Linked DNA regions of Mus musculus: region 1 is linked to region 2. A link is a contact called in public HiChIP or PLAC-seq data. All regions are on one chromosome and are shown on one strand. Each heading gives the region's core, a stretch centred on a gene start, on an enhancer-like site or on the middle of the called end of the contact. The rest is flanking DNA. Distances are from core to core; before and after follow the strand shown. Region 1 overlaps Hdac4 (histone deacetylase 4). Region 2 overlaps Twist2 (twist basic helix-loop-helix transcription factor 2).

The links. HiChIP or PLAC-seq counts read pairs in DNA pulled down with a chosen protein or histone mark.
Region 1: a contact with region 2 is called in an HNF4G HiChIP or PLAC-seq map of pancreatic cancer cells. The contact joins two enhancer-like sites. A contact is called at or near these places in 4 of 39 promoter capture datasets (cranial neural crest, hippocampal neurons, liver and 1 more), 5 of 484 Hi-C or Micro-C datasets (the AML12 cell line, cerebral cortex, cortical neurons and 2 more), 1 of 115 datasets of contacts at active chromatin or transcription factors (pancreatic cancer cells) and 2 of 9 other capture datasets (adipose tissue and pancreatic islet).

The regions. Positions count from the first base shown.
Region 1 is chr1:91,943,440-91,946,811 of GRCm38.p6, forward strand. Hdac4 (histone deacetylase 4) reads right to left here. Exons shown (of 27, transcript NM_207225.2): 24 at 2,461-2,594. Among named protein-coding and RNA genes, the nearest start is that of Gm46242, 65 kb to the left of the region's middle. Within about 2 kb of position 1,627, at least 15 of the 459 cell types and tissues checked have an H3K27ac peak or open chromatin away from gene starts, as enhancers often do. A contact at or near this core is called in pancreatic cancer cells, where this site is marked.
Region 2 is chr1:91,821,600-91,825,438 of GRCm38.p6, forward strand. The region is part of intron 1 of Twist2 (twist basic helix-loop-helix transcription factor 2); the gene reads left to right. The region is part of intron 1 of Gm46117 (a long non-coding RNA gene); the gene reads right to left. Among named protein-coding and RNA genes, the nearest start is that of Gm46117, 7.8 kb to the right of the region's middle. Within about 2 kb of position 2,147, at least 72 of the 459 cell types and tissues checked have an H3K27ac peak or open chromatin away from gene starts, as enhancers often do. A contact at or near this core is called in pancreatic cancer cells, where this site is marked.

The DNA of each region.
Region 1 (3,372 bases), core at 377-2,876, 120 kb after region 2:
ATCCTAGCTTTTTTGAGCTCAGCCTCTCCATGTTGTTTTCCCTGCTGTCTCCTAGTTACCCTGCCTTTGGCATGCCCTGTCCTTTCACACTATCTAGCCCCTTCTCCTCTCTTGGGATATACATGGGATGACACCAAGATGTGCAAGAGTCTTCCACTGAGCCACTGACACCTGCCCAGAGCCCATGTCTCTGAATTCCAGTTCCTAGCTTCCTACAGTAGGGTCAGGATCTGCAGTATGCTGTGGGGAACCTAGGCCAGGCTGCCATCCCTAGGCTTCCTGGAGCATTGAGCACAGTTGCTAGCTGCCACTATGTCAGGGCTCTGAGCCTACCCATGAGCATCTGGCATCCTCAATAACCTTAGACCAGGAGTCACACAGTAGGAAAGTATCCTGTGTGCTCTCTTTCATCTTTCCCATAAGGGAAAATGTCTAAAGGTAAATGTTGTGGAGACCTATGTATAAATGGAAATCTTGGAAAATAATGCCAATTAGTCTGGTGGCCTTTTCACATTTAGGATTTCAGGGAAGTCAGTGGGAGCAAGCTTTGCTGGCCAGGCAGGGCTGGGGACACGTGTGGCTGACTGCTGCCTCTGACCCGCCTCCTTAAGTACCTGCTCTCTATTTGAGTTTAGATGGTTTTCTCTCATGACAGCTACAATGGAGGGCAGGGAGGTTTGGCAACCATGAGACTGGGGAGTGGGGGCTGGGGGGTGAGGCTCAGTGCTTGGTTGATGTACTCAGGGCCTGATGGAAAGACTTGGCTAAGGTGTACACCTACTTTCTCTGATGAAGGAACACCCCACTGATGGCATGGGTCAGAGCTGTAGCAAGGCATAACTAGCAGGGTTTCTCTTATAATAGTGTCCACAGAAGGTTGAGGGAGGAATATGCATTTGGTTCCAGAAGCTTAAAAGCTGTACATAGTGAGGCAGCAGTTTCACTCTTCTCTCCTACCCTGTGCTTTCTAGAGTGAAACTTGCAGAGCACACCACACAGAACATGCATTTAACTTTGAGTCTGGTATTGTGTGCAATTCTGACAAGAACCTTCAAGAGCAATCCTGATCTCTGTGTCACATGGGCCAACCCTGGGCTGGCAGGTGTTGGCAAACCAGGTCAGAGAGGGTCTTCCTTAAGAGCCATCTAGTCCCTGGCCTACATGGTGGGGACAGCAGTTTCATAAGCCCAGAAGAGCAGGTGCAGCAGGCGCCGCAGATCGCAGAGCTGCTGACCCACTTGCCACTCTAATCCTGAAGCCGAGGGGCTCCTATGTGACACAGGCTCCAGGATCTGTGTGGTGTGCTCCTTACTCCTGGTTCTTTCCTTCCTAGCACCTAAACAGCACCCATAGGGGATCAATGTGAGTAAGATCTATGAAGCAAGAATCACATACATAAATTAGGTAACAGATATACATACCAGCCAGAGAGGCCTAGACTAGTGGTTCTCAACCTATGGGTCGTGACCCTTCTGCGGGGGGTGGGGGTAGGGGGAGGGCTGAATGGCCCTTTCACAGGGGCCACTTATGACCATCGGAAAACAGATTTACATTATGATTCATAACAGTAGCAAAGTTACAGTTATGAAGTAGCAATGAGTAACTTTATGGTTGGGGGGGGGGAGGTCACCACAATCTGAGGAACTGCATAAAAGAGTTCCTTTAATAGGGCATTAGGAAGGTTGAGAACCATTGGCCTAGACAGATTCAGATTTGGGAATTCTTCAATGAAGGTTATGTGTCAGTTTTACCACAAGCATTTGGGGCTCCCAGGGTTATGTGACATCACCTTCATTCTAACCTGAAGCTCATTCCAACTGGGTCTCTGTTGTGTGCAGCTATAAACACAAGGAGCTAGGAATGTCAACAAGGGGTCTTCATCAACATAGCAGGAGGGAACTCACATGGTGCTCACTGTACTTTAACCCTCAAAAACTTTATGTGACTGACCCACTGAAGACTACTGTGCAGGCCAATGTCCCCAACTCTGCCTGGCAGTACTAGTGGGGCAGTGCAGAACCCGAATCTAAGCATTGCTCCTGAGTCACAGGATATATGATAGCTGAGTAAAGAGGTCCCAGCCCAGCCCTAAGCTGAAAGCTCGGCTTGTGCATGCTGACTCCACCCAAGCCTGCAGACAAGCTCCCATAGACACCGGACCACACTGGAGAGCTGAGGAGCAGCATGAGGCCTGGCCAGCACGTTATCCTCCACACGAGTGAAACAGGAAGGGAGAACGTGCTGCAGCGAGTGCCTCTGTGTCCTGGCCCCGCTCTGTGTCCCTTCTGCTCATCTCTTAGCCAAGGTCAGACATCCTACCCGGGCTGGGATACAGCTGTAGCCCCGTGCTGGGTGAACTGCCCCTCAGATGGGAGGTGGCTGGCCTCTGCCGTCTGAGCTCTGTGCAGCGGCCTGGTGCCTGTGGTGAGCACACTCTGCAGGGCCAGGACCGCTCCATACCTCGTTTCCCAGCAGAGCAGACACGCAGGCTTCAGAAGCATCACAGATGGCTGTCAGGTCATGGCCTCCCTCAAGGGCCAGCACAAGCCGGCCACCAGCTAAGCCCATCAGCTGTTTTGTCAAGTACCCAAAACCTGCAAAGGCAGAGGGACACGTTGAGTGGAGCGCGCCAGATACTCCCCTCAACATCCCTAATAAACACAGGAGCTGGGTATCATCTTCAGTAACTGAGGCTCGCTTAACATGCTTATTAGTTTGGCTTTTGGATTGTATCTTCATCCGACTGACTGAATTTTGGTTTCAGTGCTGTATCTTCCCCATCTAAGGCTTTGCACTCCCTGCCTTCCTGGGCATCTGATATGCTGTGTACATACATATGCAAGTGGAAGGCAGCATGCCCATGTCAATGCTGTGTGTGGCACGGAGCTTTCCCACATTCATGTCTGGGCATCTGCTTCCATCTAGGGTCACAGTCTTCCCTGTTTTCAGTCAACACCCAGCACATCACTTGCTGGTCATGGGGTTGCTATGCATAGCCAGATAGGCTGATGCAGGTTAGGCACTAGGAAAGCCCTAGTAACCAGCCCACTCACCAGACCAGATTCAGGTCCAATGTCTCTGATGGAAACATTGATACTGGCTTTGGGGTTACAGAGACTGTGGTACAAAGAGTACTCTCTGCCCCTGTAGGACCCCACTGCAGGAGCAATGACAGCAGGAGAGAGGCACTGACATCCCAAAGGCTACCTCTAGTCTCATTATTCCTTTGCTGGGTCCACATCTACCACAGTAAAGCAGAGAGACTGACTGTTCTCTGTGATTAGATGCACTGATGGGCAGAGAGGAGAGGATGCCAGGACCTTGACCGAAGAAGGCATTTGTGCATGGTTTCAGGACCCTAGGCTTCCTGTT
Region 2 (3,839 bases), core at 897-3,396:
TACAGCTATGCCAGGATTTCAGTTTTTAAGGCTAAATCATATTTAATGTTGTACAGCATTATTCATAGTCACTGGTCTGTGGATGAACAACTTGCCTGCTTCCCACTTCACAAACCCCTCAAAGTCACAAGGACCAAGAGCCTGACTCCATCAGTAAGACTGGCCATTCTAAACTGTCCCCAGTGTGTATCAGGCCATGAGTCCATGCCATGAAGATTTCTGTAGATGCATTGGTCACCTGTCGAGCTAACTGTCCTAATATTAGAAGTTTTGTGGGCATGTGCTGGCACCCCACGTCTGCTCCCTGGGTATGCCTCTCCTTCTCTTTATGTACAGGTAGGTAGATGCCAGATTTCAGTGCACACACAGCCTCTGGTTGATGTACAGACTCAGCCCTCTCTTTTGAAAATCAGTAGCTCTGATTCAGGTTAGAAATTGCTAGAAGACCTGCCATCCATACAGTCACTCTCCTGACCCACCAAACCTCCACACTGCCTTGGCCCCCCAGCCCTGGCCTACAGTACAGACCATGGCCTAGCCAGGTCTTACCTAGAACACCATTTCCCTGGGCTAAAGTTCAGATGGTAAAAGAAATGGCTTTACCTTGGGCTGACCTTGGCACTCGAGGACACAAAGTTGACCCGGAACACCTACAACTGATCCAGGAACTCTGACTGGAGACTATTCTAAGGACGTGATGCCAAAAAGTTAGAGAGGGCGTGAAGATGGTCAAGGCCTGTTGCTGAGACCCTGACCATGGGTCCTTTGCTTTCCAGTTACCATGGCAGAGATATCTCCGTGTTTGTAATTATAAAACACAATGTAAAGGTTGCCATCCTTACAGTGTTTAGGTGTGTGGTTCTGTGGCACTGATCAAGCTTGCACTGTTTGCTAGGTGAGTAATTTCATCACACACTGTAACAACCGTCAGAAGCACCCGCCTCTACACCCTCATTAAACACTAACTCCCATCTCCTGCCCTGGCTCTTGGTGCCATTCTAGTTCCTGCCTCTGGGGACCTCCTATGACAGGAATTCCACAGGATTTATCACTGTAACTAGCTTACTTCAGTTAGCATATGCCTCATGGTCCACCCAGGTTACAGCTATGCCAAGATTTCATTTTTTTAAGGCTAAATGATATTTCATGTTGTACAGCTTCCCACTTTTGACTTTCATGAATACTGTGGCTATAAGCACAGTATGCTCTTCTATCATGCTTTTTGATGTCCACAAAGCTTGTTCTATCACGGTGATCAACTGGGTCCGCGTAGCACTGGATTCCCTGACTTATCCTCCAGATGTGGGTGGACCCTCACATCTATGTTCTGGGTTTCACGGTCTCTTTATCACACCAGTCCCCTCCCTGTGACCAGCTGTCCTCACGGAGACTCTGTTCATAACGTCCCAGAGAAGCAGAAATGAAATCCACAGGGAAGGCACCGGCTCTAGGACAAAGAACCACAGCCTATCACAGCCTGAGTGGATTTACAGTGTTCTTGTCACTAGACGGCTCCAGCTATGAAAGACAGTTGTTGGCATCGCCTCTTTTGAGATGGTTTGATCTGTCAGGGCAAACCAGGGAGGGAGGCAGGGCAGCTGGTATCTGTCACTCTCCTGGGCCACAGAGGACTCAGTTCCATTTTTCTTCACTGGGTTGAAACATGGCAGTCAGAAGTCTCTCAAGGAGCCTTGAGGACAGGATGGGGGGATGTCCCCTTCAGGACTTAGCAGAAGAAAAGGTCATCTCAGGACCCCTCTGACTGTACTGCCCACTGGGACAGAAGAGTTCCAGCCATTCCACCACTGGATAAAGGTAGACTTGGCCAAGAGATGAAAGAGGAAATTTGGAAAACTCTGTGATGCTGACCAACATTTCCTTAGAGAGTCCCTGTGGCTGTGTGCTCCATGTGGCTGGAAACTGTGGGATCTCACACCATCTGTAAGGGCTGGGCTTCCAGCCGCTGCAACACTGCAAATTCCTGGTGACACAGGAGCCAAAGGCACTTTGTGAACTTCTACTCCCTCACCAGGGGACAGCGTGAGTCAGGCCATACAAATTCCCATGATGTCAGCCACTCTGCTTAGCTTCTGGGACTCCTAGGTCCCTGTGCCTTTCTCCCCCTGTCCCCAAGTAGCAAAGCATAAATAAACAGATGGAAAGTTACCTCACAGATCCCTGGCAAAGCCCTCTGGCCCTGCACAGCCCTGGCTGGGTGAAAGTTTACTTTAGAAGATTCTGATGCAATAAAGACAGACAAAGGAGGTGGCTGGTCATGGGCTCTAGCACTGTCGGGGCTTGGAGGGAAATGGATGCAGGAAAGGCCCAGGCTTCAGGTTAGAGTTCAGGTCTCCAGCTCCATAACTCTGGAAAGAGAGAAAGAAAGAAAGAAAGAAAGAAAGAAAGAAAGAAAGAAAGAAAGAAAGAAAGAAAGAAAGAAAGAAACCCAGTGGTCATCTGTGCCCCTTACAAGCTAACTGCTGTCTACTACTACTGCCAAGAAGCTCACTATTAGGAGACACAGCCAAGTGTGCTGGTGTTCACTTGCAATCCCAGCAGGAACACGGAAGTGAACGTAAGAGGCTGGGAGCTGGCTCGGCTGGCAGTGTTTGCTGCAGGAACATGAGGACCCAGGTTCAACCCCTTGAACCTGTACGCAAAAGTTGGGTGACGTGGTAAAAGTGTTTTCAATCCCAGCACCGTGGAGGCAGAGACAGGAGGGTCCCGAGGGCTCAAAAGTAACTGGGAGATCCGGGGAGGGATCTGCCTCAAAAGATAAGGCAGAGAGCAACTGAAGAAGAGCACTCTGACCCGCCCTACTTACATACATGTGCACACACACCTGCATGCATATGTGCACCCAAAAACACCCCCAGCAAATAAATATGTAAATAAAGTCCAAGGCCAGCCTCAATTACATAGTAAGGACCAGGCCAGCCTCAGAAACACAGTGAGACCTTATCTCAAAAGTAAGTGCAGCGGTGAAGAGCACTGGTTGTTCCTGCAGACGATTGAAGTTCTGTTCTCAGCACCCATGCCAGGCAGCTCACAACCATCAAAAACACAAGCTCCAGGGGCTCCGGCAACCTCTTCTGGCCTCCATGGGCACTTATACCCACATGCACACTGGCATACACATAATTAAAAAAGAAAACATTTACGTGCATGCATACATACATACATACATACATACATACATACATGCATAAGATGCATGAAGCCTGAGCAGATGGTAAGCAGGAGCTTCATGGATGGTAGAGACATCCACCTGGGAGAGCCTGTGTCTAGCTGAGTCCTGATTCCTCTATCCCATGTACACCGCTATTAGACAGAACTGGGTTTCAGCAGCAGTTGCAGAGACAAAAGTCTTCCCTATGATGTGTCAACATAGCAGAAGCTACATCAGAAGAAAGAGAAGCCTGTGGGCCCACAAGAGCCTTCACTTTGGCTTCTCCCGAGGCCAGCAAGGGACCTGACAGAAGCAAGAGAAATCAACTTCTTCAGAAGTTAAAATTCTAGGTCATTTGCAAGAAAAAGAAATGTACTAATCTTTCTAAAGAATATATCATCGTCGGGGAAATAAGAGGGTTTCTGTATGGGACAAAAAGGTAGTTTAACATTGATATATTTACAAAGTTTGTAACACACTTTGGCAAAATGTGCTAAAGAGCGTGCGATGAATTCGTGTTCTTTGATCACTTATGTCAATCAGCACTTCCATAGTGAGAAAAGGGAGTAACTGTGGTGGACTCAGGGTCCTGAAGCTCTGTGTGGCAACTCTGCTTCTGCAGCAGGCTCTGCTACTTGAAACCTCAGCCTTCTAACAGGAGCCTCTTCCT